Linked DNA regions of Sus scrofa: region 1 is linked to region 2. Evidence: chromatin contacts called from public HiChIP or PLAC-seq data. All regions are on one chromosome and are shown on one strand. Each heading gives the region's core, a stretch centred on a gene start, on an enhancer-like site or on the middle of the called end of the contact. The rest is flanking DNA. Distances are from core to core; before and after follow the strand shown.

The links. HiChIP or PLAC-seq counts read pairs in DNA pulled down with a chosen protein or histone mark.
Region 1: a contact with region 2 is called in an H3K27ac HiChIP or PLAC-seq map of alveolar macrophages. The contact joins the promoter of PGK1 here to the promoter of MAGT1 in region 2. A contact is called at or near these places in 1 of 5 promoter capture datasets (fetal liver), 1 of 47 Hi-C or Micro-C datasets (psoas muscle) and 1 of 2 datasets of contacts at active chromatin or transcription factors (alveolar macrophages).

The regions. Positions count from the first base shown.
Region 1 is chrX:62,184,384-62,191,216 of Sscrofa11.1, reverse strand. It overlaps PGK1 (phosphoglycerate kinase 1), which reads right to left and starts at 3,745. Exons shown (of 11, transcript NM_001099932.1): 1 at 3,595-3,745. The coding sequence starts at 3,659.
Region 2 is chrX:61,954,750-61,961,676 of Sscrofa11.1, reverse strand. MAGT1 (magnesium transporter protein 1) reads left to right here and starts at 3,166. Exons shown (of 10, transcript XM_003135205.6): 1 at 3,166-3,383. The coding sequence starts at 3,171.

The DNA.
Region 1 (6,833 bases), core at 2,496-4,995, 230 kb before region 2:
AAAATAATGACACCAAATGCTCGTGAGGATACAGTGAAACTGGTCACTCAGATACTGCTGGTAGGAATGTAAAATGATGTGGCTGCTTTGGAAAATGGTCTGGGGATTCCTTAAAAGGTTAAGCATATGACCCAGAAATTCCACTCCTAGGTATTTATGCAAAAGAAATGACAGCATATGTCCATACCGAGATTTGTACACAATGGTTCAAAATTCACGGAAGCTTTATCTGAAATAGCCTCAAACTGGAAGGAACCCAGATGGCTTTCAGTGTGTGAAAGGCTAAACTATGGAACATCCATACCATAGACTACTACTCAGCAATACAAAGAATGAACTACTGATACAAAACCCAACAACATGGATAAATCTCAAGGGCATTATGTTGGGTAAAAAAAAAAAATCCCATACCAAAAGGACATATACTGTATGAGTCCACTTATATAACATTTTTGAAATAACAAAATTTTACAAATGGAGGACAGATTAGTAGTTAACCAAGATTAGGAATGGGGGGAAAGAAGCCATGACTCAAAAGGAATAGAGAGAGGGAGAGCTTGGTGGTGTTCAAACAAAACTAGTTTTGCATCTTGACTGTGGTAGGAGTTACACAAATCCACACATGTGATATAGCAAAGAACTATATACTTTATTCCAGTGTCAAATTCCTACTCTTGATACTGTACTATAATTATGTAAGATGTAGCCAATGAGGGAAACTGGGTGAACACAGGACCTCTCTATACTATCTTTGCAAGTTCCCATGGATATACATAATAATTTCAAAATAAACCTTAAAATATTAATTTATTTGTAATAAGAATATCAAGTCTCTATCCCCTGAAATCTCAGGAATCCAGGCCCAGTTCCATTAAAAGCTCTTAAAGGAACCATTCTCACCCTCACTTCACTGCCCTGACTGGAAAATTGGAGTATTATGGCTCTTTTTAGAGACTTTTTTTTTCTCTTCTGCTCAGTTTTTCCCATTTCTTCTTCCACTACACCAAGGCTGTTGCATAACAAGTTACAACATGTTAGAGAAAAACTGTGAGGTTTTAAAAAAAAAATAAAAAAACAGGGAAGTGGGAGCAAGCAAAAGGGAAGTGCTTCACAAGTCAGCAAAGGAGTATGACTGGCAACCTATGAGAGGAAGAAAGGAAATGACATCGCAAAATTAAGCAGGAAATTTACTCTAAGGGCTATAAAGTCAAATGGAGTCCTAAAAAACTGAGGTAAAACCTGGTAATTATCCAGTCAGAAATTTCTGGCAATCTAAAATAAAGTTCCCTCCACAAATCAATTTCTTTTGGCAATTCAAAGCAGGGGCCCTAAAACTCAGCAAACATCTGAGCTCCCTTTTGAAAGACAAAGAGAGGAGGCAAGTGAAGCAGCCACTACTCAGGAGGCCCCACTGCTGGAACACTGCCAGCAACCACCACATAAAGGGACAGAAACAAAAAGAAATTTGAGCTGACAATGCATGGCTGTCTAGACTCTTCCAAAAAAGCAGTCCTACAATGTGACTCTCTGTTCAAGTGCTACATTATTAATCAGGGAAAAAAGCAACCTTCTGTCCTCAGGCCAAATAAGTAGAATTTATCCAGATTAAAGGGAAAATTATTGATAGCAACCTTCAGCAGACAAAAGGTCTACTTTAACCTGTCCTTGTTCACTATGTCCAAGAATTTAGAGGATCTGGTTGGTAGCCAAGGAGACCCAAATTCTAGTCCTGGCTCTGCCACAAACTTGTTAGTTCAGTGACCTTGGACAGGTCATTTTCCATCAGCAAAAGAGAACTAGCCAGTCATTTCAAGGCTCAGGGTTAATCTGTGTTAAATGAAACTTTGAGCCCTTGGGCAGAAACATATTTCATATTAGGTCCAGAGGGAGAAAAGATAAGCACCTCCTCTAGTCTCACTCCCAGCTGGCCCAGATAATTCCTCAAGCCAGTTTCTATAGGAAGAAAGGAGATAAAGCCCAAGACTGCAATTGTAGGAAAGCGACCAACATGATGCCCCAACTCTGTCTTTCAGGTGGTGCCTGAATCTGAAAAGGTCAGCCTTGGGCACAGTGGAGATGGGAGGAAATAATTAAAACTTAAAATCTAGTTGCATGCCAGTGTCCACTTGTCCTGTTTTTCATAGTCTATCCCCTTTCCTTAAGAGCAGCTGAGGAGTAGGAAGGGCTCTTATCTAATACTAGGATGGCTGTGATTCCTACTCCGTCCAGATTGCAAAAGACTAGATCATTTAGGAAAATGTGGACACTGGGTGTTTTTCATGGCTATAAGCTATTGAGTTCTGATTATTTCCACAGCAAGGCAGAGAAGACCACTTGCAAAATAATAGTGCCATAAGGAAACTAGAGGGGAGAGGAGAGCTACATGGAATTTTAGGGAGTTCATACAGTTCATTAATTCACAGTGCCTTCATATGTTTAAGCCTTAGGTAAAAGGAGATCCCCTACTACTTTCTGTGCCTGTTAATATCCAAAAGTTGCCCTCACTTGAACTGGCCCAAATTGGGAAAGGGGCTGGATCACATCATTCACATGCCCGCCCATCAATCAACCACTTCCCTAAAAGGACAAGACTGCACAACGCTATCAATGCAAGTCCTTATAGCCCCTGAAAGCACCACCCTTGGACCCTGTCAAGGTATATGAACAGTCAAGTCCATCAGTTCATACCTATCTGAATTCCTACACTCTGTTCCTGGTATGCACAAATGTACATGTTACAAAAAGGAGAAATGTAAAAGCATCATACTAGTAGTTTTGGCAAATAAGGGAGGAGCCATGCTAGTAGGTGTCCAGAGATCTACACGTGTGGAGTAAGAGACCCAAAAGTGCATGGGGAGCCTTCCCCACTTAATATCCTGCTTTTCTAACTACCTAGGAGGATGAGGTTGGAGAACAGCAAAAATGAGCAGCCACACCCTACTCAGTGTGTCACAACCCTGACGCAAACCCCATGGCCTGTAGTCCAAAGACAGGGTAGGGCAGCAGAGGCCTGTTATATAAGCCCTGCAAGGCCTCCTTCAGTTAGTCCCACCCCACCTCACCCTCTCACCGCCCCCCAATGCTTTAGGGGGTTCTAAATTCTAAACATTGAAATCAACATCCTCTGGTAAAGATGTCCTTTTGTGCAAGGACTTTGAAATGTGTGGGCCGTTCTCATTTATCCGGGATGGTGGCGGGGGTTGGGAAGCGCGGGGCTGGGGGACGACTAACCAAATGATCTTTCAAGGTTCCTTCCCTGAGGCCTTAGGGATCTGCAGGCTAAGCATCAAATCACACTTCGCCAACTGGGAACTGGAGGCCACAGCCTTTCAGAAATAAGAACAGCGGGCAAAGTAAGTCCCTGCAATCTGAGCTCTTCCTGGGTGTATTCACCCCCGCAAAAGGCAACTGTGGCTCGCTTTCTGGGCTGGGGGAAATCAGGTTAGAAATCATTTAGCCTGGCCAAATCTTCAGCCACAATGGTGGCTCTGTAGGGCTAGGACCCGTGGGGCCGAGACAAGGACGAAAGGCCACTATGGGAAGGAAGCAAGTCGGCCCTGCCCGGAGAGGCTGCGGCAGGACCCCGAGGATTACCTCATGACGACCCTCTTTCCCTTCACGTCCAGCTTGTCCAGAGTCAGCTTGTTAGAAAGCGACATCTTGGCAATTCAGTGGCGGCGAGAGACCGGGAGATGAGACTGCCGCAGAAACGACAACCAATTCGCAATCCGAACGCGTGGAAACTGCCGAGCACACCGCTGGCCCCGCCGTCCCTCCTCCCGCCCCGCCCCGCCCCTCGCCCCTCCCCTTCCTGGCCACCGCGCCCGGCTCGTGGTTCACGAAGACCGCTATTGGACGCTGCCTGAAGGCGCCTGAGTGCTGCCATTGCTCCGAGGTGCTGTCTGTCTGCGAGGGCACTGGTGGGACGTGTCGCTGCCCTCTGTCACGTCCAGCACGCAGCGAGCCGCTGGGATCCTCCGTGACCTGAGGCGGGAGGAGGTGCCTCCCAGCCTCCAGGTGGAGGGAAAGGAAGCAGGGTGGCGCGGCGGGGCGGTCCTGGAGAGAGTCTGAAGCCCAAGGCCGCCGCCCGGGTCCCCACGGCCGCGCCCGGAGTAGCTGCAGCGCCGCGCAAACCCACGACAGCCTGGAGGAAAGGGCCACCCTGCACCCCATGGAATTCCCCGCAGCCCTATCAGGATAGATGTAAATGGCACCTCGTTTTGGAAGACTTCTCTGGTTTCCTGGTTCCCCTAAATGGAATTTTCCCTAAGATTGCTAAATGTCCTTTAATAATTGAGAACTCTCAGAAGTAGCGAAAGGCCTTGGTTCCCCTGCTCCCCCCCCCCACCGTTTTTGTAATAAAAAGTGCAGTGTAATTGTTTACTATACGATGCTGATGGGAAATATATAGAGCGTTTTTCATATATTAACTAATGTCACAAAACTCGTGATCCTCATTTTACAGATGAAGTAACTGATGCACAAAGAGGTTTAGTAACTTGCTTAGGGTTTCAGATCTTGTAAATGGTGAATTCAAACTTGGGCAGTAAGATGTAGAAGCCATACTCTTTAACTGTATTGTAACATAGTATTACTCGGAACTAGGCACTCGGGTCCAACATGCTTACAGAATTGGCTAGAATGAAATAATTTGAGTCAGAAACAAAAATTTACCACATGGCACTTAAGGTCCAGGTAAGATGCAGGAAATAATTCATAGTGCATTGGTATTAAGACACAAGTTTGTCTGTCTGATAATGAGACACAGTTAAAAGATAATAATTTTCTTTCAATCCTGTCAGTGTGTATTTGGGAAATCTCTATGGAGTTACTCCCAACTTAGTCTGCATTTGAGGCCCGGACGGGCCTTCTGGCTTCCAAGTGATCAACTCTGCATGCTTTTAGCATCTACTTCACTACACTTGGGTTGCTGTAGTAGCGAGAAAGCAATTCCTTTTGGATAAGATAGAATAGCAACCAAGGGTGTCAGCAAGGAGAGCAAAACATGCATACAATCTGGAGTTCCCTTCATGGCTCAGGGGGTTAAAGATCTGGCGTTGCGGTGAGCTGTGGTGTGGGTCGCAGACGCGGCTCGGATCCCGTGTTGCTGTGGCTCTAGCATAGGCCAGCGGCTACAGCTCCGATTAGACCCCTAGCCTGGGAACCTCCATATGCCGCAGGAGCGGCCCTAGAAAAGGCCAAAAGACCAAAAAAAAAAAAAAAAAAAAAAAAGCATACAATCTGACAGCCTGACTTTAACAATACTTCCCAATTATTGAGCACTTACTGTATGCCAGGCATTGCACTAAACACTGAACATACATGACTAATTTATTCCTCACAATAGCTTTGTGATGTGGGTACTATTATATCTCTAGTTTACAGATGAGAATATTGAAGCTTAAAAAGATCAGGAAGCTTTATCCACTACAGATCTAAAGGAGCATCAGAGAGGCAAAGACCCTAAAATGGGAAAGAGCCTGAGACAACATTAAAAAGTCCAGTGTTGCTGGAAAATAGAGTGGAAGAAAGAGAGTTCTAAAATTATATAGATGAGGCAAGACAAAGGGAGACCAGATCCTTTGGGACTTATAACATGATAAAGATGTGATTTTTATCCCAAGAGAAATGAGAAGCCATTTGTTGTATCACTGTCACCTTGTATTCATGATATGTGAAGAATTCTCAAAACTCAGTGGTAAGAAAACAAACTCAATTTTTTTAAATATAGGCAAAGGACTTGGACACATCCCTAAAGAGAATATACTGGTAACAAATAAGCACATGATAAAATGTTTACCATCACTGCCATTAGGGAAATGCAAAATTAAAACCACAATTATGGAGTTTCCATTGTGGCGCAGCAGAAACGAATCCAGCTAGTATCCATGAGGATGTGAGTTTGACCTGGTCTCATTCAGTGGGCAGGGGATCCAGTGTTGACGTGAGCTGCAGAGCAGGTCGCAGACTCTGCTCAGATCTGGTGTTGCTGTGGCTGTGGTGTAGGCCGGCAGCTGTAGCTCCAATTTGACCCCTAGTCTGGGAACTTCCATATGACATGGGTGCAGCCCTTAAAAAAAAAAAAAGAGAGAGATGCAACTTTATCAAGATGGCTAAAATAAATGTAAAAATAATAATACCAAGTATTGGCAAGGATGCAGGGCCACTGGAACTCTCCCACGTTGCTGGTAGAAGTGCAAAATGGTACAGTCACTCTAGACAACACCTTGGCAGTTTCTCATAGAATTAAACCTCTACTTACCATATGACCCAGCAGTCCCACTCCCAAGTATTCACCCTAGAGATAAGAAGATTTAGGGCCACAGAAAAACCTGTGCACATGTTTATAACAGCTCTATTCATAATTGTTCAGATTGGAAACAACCCAGAAGTCCTTGAATGGATAATCAAACTGAGGTACGTTCACACAATGAAATACTGCTCAGCAGTACAGTGGAATGAACAAGCAACAACATGCAATAACATGCAAGCAACAACTTGCATGGACCTTGAGGTTATCATGTTGAATGAAATAAGGTACATTCAAGAGTTACGTAGTGTGTAAAACTCCAAATATATGACATTCTGGAAAAGGCAAAATTAGAGGAATGGAGATCAGTGGTTGCCAAGGAGTAGGGGGAATCGGGGGGATATGTGATTACAAAAGAGATGTATGAGGAAGATTTTCGTGACAATCAAACTATTCTGTACACTGAGTGTGGTAGAGATTGCATGAATCTAAATATTTCTTAAAACCTATAGCACTGTCCCCCAAATAAAATAAGTGGAAAAAAAAAGCCGTGCAGGCCAGTATTACATAACTCAAACACAAT
Region 2 (6,927 bases), core at 1,917-4,416:
TTTTTTTTGATAGGCAAGAAATAGATTTATTAAGATAGGACGCTTGTGAGAGTTGCCAGAGGGCAGGCACAAAAGCTCTTGTCTCATTATTTATAATGCCAACGTTAATCATTTGGTCCAGGAGTTCCCGTTGTGGTACAGTGGTTACTGAATCCGACTAGGAACCATGAGGTTGCGGGTTCGACCCCTGGCCTTGCTCAGCTCAGTGGGTTAAGGATCCAGCATTGCAGTGAGCTGTGGTGTAGGTCGAAGATGCGGTTCAGATCCTGAGTTGCTGTGGCTCTGGCGTAGGCCGGTGGCTACAGCTCCGATTGGACCCCTAGCCTGGGAACCTCCATATGCCGCAGGTGTAGCCCTAAAAAGATATGAATCAGGGGTTCCGGTTGTGGCATAGTGGAATTTTATCTTTTCCTCTGCTTATTTGTTCGTTATCAGTGTGGATTCATGTATTCTATAAGTTATAATCCATTGCTATAATGATTTATTTGAATGCTCTATAGTCTGAGATGTGATCACTACGATCATCTTCAAGCTGGCTTACATGACTTTTTTTTTTTTTTGACATATCACCGACATTTATTTTGAGCACATCTTTATTTTCTGACACAAGATATTGCAGGCTCATCTTGTTTTGTTTTGTCTTTTTTTTTCTTAGGGCTGCACCTGTGGCATGTGGAGGCTCCCAGGCTAGGGGTCAAATCAGAGCTATAGCTGCTGGCCTATGCCACAGCCACAGCAACGCCAGATCTGAGCTGTGTCTGTGACCTACACCACAGCTCAGGGCAACGCCGGATCCTTAAACTACTGAGCAAGGCCAGGGATAGAACCCACGTCCTCATGGATACTAGTTAGGCTCATTAACCACTGAGCCACAACAGGAACTCCCAGGCTCACCTTGTATTTTCCCTACCCAGCACTGGAATCAGCCATTTGCCTAAGGAGCCCTAATATCTTTTAGGGTTGGCATTTAGCAACCTAGATTTGGCTCTAGATTTGTTCTTTGATTTTGGAGTGTCATTGCTTCTAGTCCTTTCAGTGAGTAGAACTAGAAATATATGCTATAAAAGACAAATTTATGCTAATACCTTCAATCTAGTCCAACCCCCAAAATTGCTTTTATATCTTCCCTCATTTAATATTTGTATCTTCCCCCCCCCTTTTCTTTTTTTTGGCATTGTCCATGACATATGGAAGTTCCCAGGCCAGGGATTAAAACGGTGAACCAGCAGTGACCTGAACCATAGCAGTGACACCACTAGATCTTTAACCTGATGCACCAGCAGGGAACTCCTGTATCTCCCTTCTTCCACAGTGAGAATCCTGGCTCTTGATATCAATATTTTTACATATTACATTACAAACAGTATATTTTCAGAATTGCTATATTCATATTACTATGAAAAACCTACTTAGAGTTTAAAATTTGCTTGTAGTTTTTTTTTCCTTTAGACTAATGGTATATAATCAAAGTAGGGTGTTCCGCTACACAAGCCCCTGCAGTGACAACACTGGATCTTTAACCCACTGTGCCACAAGAACTCCATATTTAATCTTAAAAATATTAACAATGGAGTTCCCATTGGCTCATCGGTTATCGAACCTGACTAGTATCCATGAGGACTTGGGTTCGATCCCTGGCCTCGCTCAGTGGGTAAAGGATCTGGCGTTCCCCTGAGTTGTGGTGCTTCGGTGCGGGCTGGCGGCTACAGCCCCAATTGGACCACTAACCTGGGAACCTCCATATGCTACTGGTTCATCACTAAAAAGGCAAAAAAAAAAAAAAAAAAAATTTTAACTTCATTCCAAAAGGCAAAACTATACAAACTGGTGTTTTTTTGTTTGTTTGTTTTGCTTTTTAAGGCAGCACTGGAGGAGGCATATGGATGTTCCCAGGCTATGGGTCTAATTGGAGCTACAGCCGCCCACTTACACCACAGCCACAGCAACACCAGATTTAAGACTCGCCTGCGACCTACACCACAGGTTATCAGATCCTTAACCCACTGAGCAAGGCCAGGGATCGAACCCTCAACCTCATGGCTTCTAGTCAGATTCGTTAACCACTGAGCCAGAACAGGAACTCCAAAGTCATCCTAGTTTTACATATGATAAACAGAACTGGGCCAGACAGGAAACTTCTACTATATAGGACTTTTATTATTTTTTTAGATAAGGTAACTGGATGTTTAACAAAAATCAATTATGAAACAAAACTTTAAAAAGACATAAGTGCTTTCTTACAACTTTAGTTTTGCATCCATCCCCTGAACAAAATGACAATTCTTTTTAAAAAAGCATTTGCTCTCTATAATGAAATTTAAATCCCTTCGTGCCCAATAAATCTAAATGTGTGCATGAGTAAACACTTCAGAAAATAACTTTTGACGTCTGCTCTGTTCCGCTGACAAAGTATTCCACAAACTCTCGTTCATTCACTTCTAAAAATCTCCCTCAGTAATATTATTTCTGCTTTCCTGCTTCCCCCCCACACACCTTTTTTTTATGTCTTTTTGCCATTTCTTGGGCCGCTCCCACGGCATATGGAGGTTCCTAGGCTAGGGGTCGAATGGGAGCTGTAGACACCAGCCTACACCAGAGCCACAGCAACGCGGGATCCGAGCCGAGTCAGCAACCTACACCACAGCTCATGGCAACGCCGGATCCTTAACCCACTGAGCAAGGGAAGGGATCGAACCTGCAACCTCATTGTTCCTAGTCAGATTCGTTAACCACTGCGCCACGACGGGAACTCCTGCTTTTCCCGTTTTAAAAAATATTTTGGAGGCCGAATGAGGGACTTAAATAGCTCTGTCACATGGCTAGATCCAATTTTATTGAATACTGGGCAAAAGAGGTGTATTCCAAAGAATTCTAAATGAGTCTCTGGGGAAGATTATGTTTCAGCAACCTTTAGCCATCTTGAACTCGGAAAAGCCTCAACGCTTCACAACTGCGCACGCGCGTTTGAAAAGCCGCTAAGCGCGCCATTTTTACGTCTAAGGCAAGGGGCGGTCCATCATCCTTACCGGACCAATGAAAAACCTCCAGATTATCCTTTTTCTACTGGCCAACGGAGACCAATTAGAAGTGAACCTTTTTTTAGTGGGCGTCTAGCTGTAAAGTTCTGTGACGTAATATGAGGGGACTAGGGGCGGGGCTGAGCTGGACCAATGAGGAGGGCCAAAGGCGGTTTGCCTGTTCTCACGCCCAACCCTCAGACCCAGCCTCGGGAAAGTTTCCCCTCTAGGAGGCAGAGAAGCGAACGAGGCGGAAAAGAGAACATGGCAGCGCGTAGGTGGATGTGGTGTGTTTCTGCGACCATGGCGATGGCACTGCTGCTCGTTTACCAGGTTCCCTCAGCCTCTGCCCAGAGGAAGAAGGAGGTGAGGACGCTATTTCCTGCAACACGGGCTTTTCCCAACGAGTGGGGCTTGAGATGGTCTGTTTTTTCCTTTCCGATCCCTTTTTTCTGCTGGTTCTGTGTCTTTGGTAGCTCCACTTCCGCCGTTTTTGGAGTTGTGGGGTTCGCGAGAAAAGAAACTGTAACACCTTGTCTTCTGGGATTGAAGAGTCTGAGAGTAGGGTGGAGAAGGTGATAGCCCGGCTTCTTTAGGCCTGTGGATGTACATAGCTGCGAGTTTTGCCACTCATTTGAGTATGGGCCCCGTCAGGTGGTGGAGGGAAGTTCGATGTTAGGGCCATGGGGTAGAATATCTGAGTCTTTCTGCTGTCAGTAGATGTAACTCCCTTTTAGACGTGTAAGAGCTATATAGTTTTGAGCGTTTTCACTTCAGGAATGAGAGGATTAAACTGAAGAGCAAAGATAATGCTAATTTTTTTCCCAAATAATTGATTCGAAGCAATTTACCAGAGTGAAACTCAAACCATTTTCATTTGCTAAATATCAGGCGTGCCAGGCACTGTTCTAGGAGCTTAGTGTACATAAATTAACCAAACTAAGATCCCGTCTTGTGGAATTTACTGGCTTTGGCAAGTAGAGGAGACAATATTCTTTAGTCACCATTAAGCAATCCTAACTGGGAAATTTTAACATTGTTTTGAAACGTTTGTTACTTAGAGCCGTATGCTCTTAGAGCTTTAAAGATTACTAGCAATTATTTATGCTCTATAATTTTATGAATGAGGAAACCCAAGTCCTAAGCTTACACAGTTAACAGTTGCAGAAAAAGGACTAAAATCCTAGGTCGGTCAGTGTTATGCTATTTCCTGTCATCCCGTGCTTCTTTAGTACACAATACCTGTACACACACTTTAAAAAGATACCATTTAAACATCTCAGATACTTGTCAAGTTGTGCTGAATTTTAAAAGAACCTACCTTCTCTGTTTCTGAATATTTGTACTATTCCACAAGAAAAAAAAATAAGCTAGCAAGTTAAAATGAGTTACTTATTAGATTGGCAAAAGTAAAATTAAAAATATCAATTTTAGAAGATATGGTGAAATGAGCAGGCTCATACATTTGAACTAGAAATTCATGTACTTTTTAAGGAGGATTCAAAGCCACTTTTAATGTAGAAAACAAGAGGTAGAGCAATACACAATTTTATATTCTAGAAACCTTTTATGTTAAAAAAAAACCTATATGTGAGTGTATATATATATACAGAGAGAAACCTTTGTAAGGATATAGAACAGTGTCTGTCTCTAGGTAGTTGAGATTGTTTATTAGGGGAACACTTTAACTTTTTTTTTTTTTTTTTTGGTCTTTTTGCCATTTCTCGGGCCGCTCCCATGACATATGGAGGTTCCCAGGCTAGGGGTCTAATCAGAGCTGTAGCCGCCAGCCTACACCAGAGCCACAGCAACTCAGGATCCGAACTGCATCTGCGACCTACACCACAGCTCACGGCAATGCCAGATCCTTAACCCACTGTGCAAGGCCAGGGATGGAACCCGCAACCTCATGGTTCCTAGTCAGATTCATTATCCACTGCGCCACGACGGGAACTCCAGAACACTTTAACTTTTTATCTTACATGCTGCTATTGTCTAAATTTCTACAATGACTACTTACTCTTTTTTAATTAAATGAAGATTTTTGAAAACTAGTATTTCTTTTTTTTTCTTTTTTTTTAATTTTATTTTTCAATCAATGGAAAAATGGGCAAAAGACCTGAATAGACATTTCTCCAAAGAAGATACACAGATGGCCAGCAAACACATGAAAAAATGCTCAACATCGCTGGTTATAAGAGAAATGCAAATCGAAAACTAGTATTTCTACAACTTAAAATATTTATTCATTTATAGTCTTACTAAACTAGAAGCAAAAGAGCTTAGCAGGGGATAGATTACTTTTAAAAGGAATCAGCAATGAATTTTGTATTTTAAAGTTGTTAACATAGTGGATTTTATGTTATGTAAATTATATCTCAAAAAAAAAATTAAGGAGTCAGAATCTTAACTCCCTTCCTATCATGCCCACTGTTCAAGACCCTTATCACTCTCACAAATCTATTGCCATAACTGCCTAACTGGTCATCCTTGAACTCATCCTTCCTAGTGTTGCCAGAGATGCTAATGTGAAAAACTGAAAACCAAAAGGCTAAAAAAAAAAAAACTTGGTTTTGGAGTTCCCATTGTGGTTTGGGGGTAATGAACCCGACTAGTATCCATGAGGATGTGGTTTCCTTCCTTGGCCTTGCTCAGTGAGCTAAGGATCCTGTGTTGCTGTGAGCTGTGGCGTAGGTTGGCAGCTGCAGCTCCAATCTGATCATTATCCTGGGAACTTCCATATTCCCCATGTGTGGCCCTAAAAAAAGAAAAAAAAAACTGTTGCAAAGTATTAAAGGGCTACTATAGCCTGTCTCTGGTCTGCTTCTTCCAGTTTCATCTCAATTCAAGCTCCTTGTTGTACTATTCATACTGAATTACCTGCCTGCCTTGATATTTCTATACTCTCTTGCAAGTGTCCAACTTAGTGGTATCCCTCTTCTCTCTCACCCTACGCTCTTAGTCACCTGAGGGTTCCTGCTCTTTAAGTCTTAGCTCATACATTACCTTCTTCCTCAACTAAGCATTTCCTGGTTCCCTCAGGTAAGTGGAGATGAATTGAGCACATTGTGTTGTCATTGTTTAGGTACCAGTCTTTCCCATTAGATTGTGAGCATCTTGAATACAGAGATTTTTTTCCACTGAGGTATAGCTGACTTACAATATTATGTGAAACACTATGTTCAACATAGTGTTTCACAATTTTTAAAGATTATACCCCATTTGGTTATGAATACACTTTTTTGGCTTTTCTTAGGTTCGCACCTATGGCACATGGAAGTTCCCAGGCTAGGGGCGGATTAGGAGCTACAGCTACAGGCCTGCTCCACAGCCACAGCAATGCAAGATCCAAGCTGTGTCTGCGACGTATACCATAGCTCATGGCAAACGCCATATCCCCGACCCACTGAGTGAAGCTAGGGATCAACCTTGAATCCTCATGGATACTGGTCAGATTCGTTTCCACTGCACCACAGTGGGAACTCAACACTTTTATTTTTTTTATTTTTTTGTCTTTTGTTTTTTTAGGGCTGTACCCGCAGCATATGGAGGTTCCCAGGCTGGAGGTCTAATCAGAACTGTTCCTGCTGGCCTGCGCCAGACCCACAGCAATGCCGGATCTGAGCCATGTCTGGGACCTACACCACAGCTCACAGCAATGCTGGATCCTTAACCCACTGAGCAAGGCCAGGGATCAGACCCTCAACCTCATGGTTCCTAGTTGGATTTGTTTCCGCTGCGCCAAGATGGAAACTCCCACAGACACTTTTAAATTATTTATTTTCATACCAGCAGTGTCTGACAATAAACATCTAATTAATTAATTAATTGTGTGCATGTAGACTCAGGAATCTGTTCTTTCACATGCAGGTTTGTTTAGGGCACACAATCTAAAACTGGATTTTCTCAT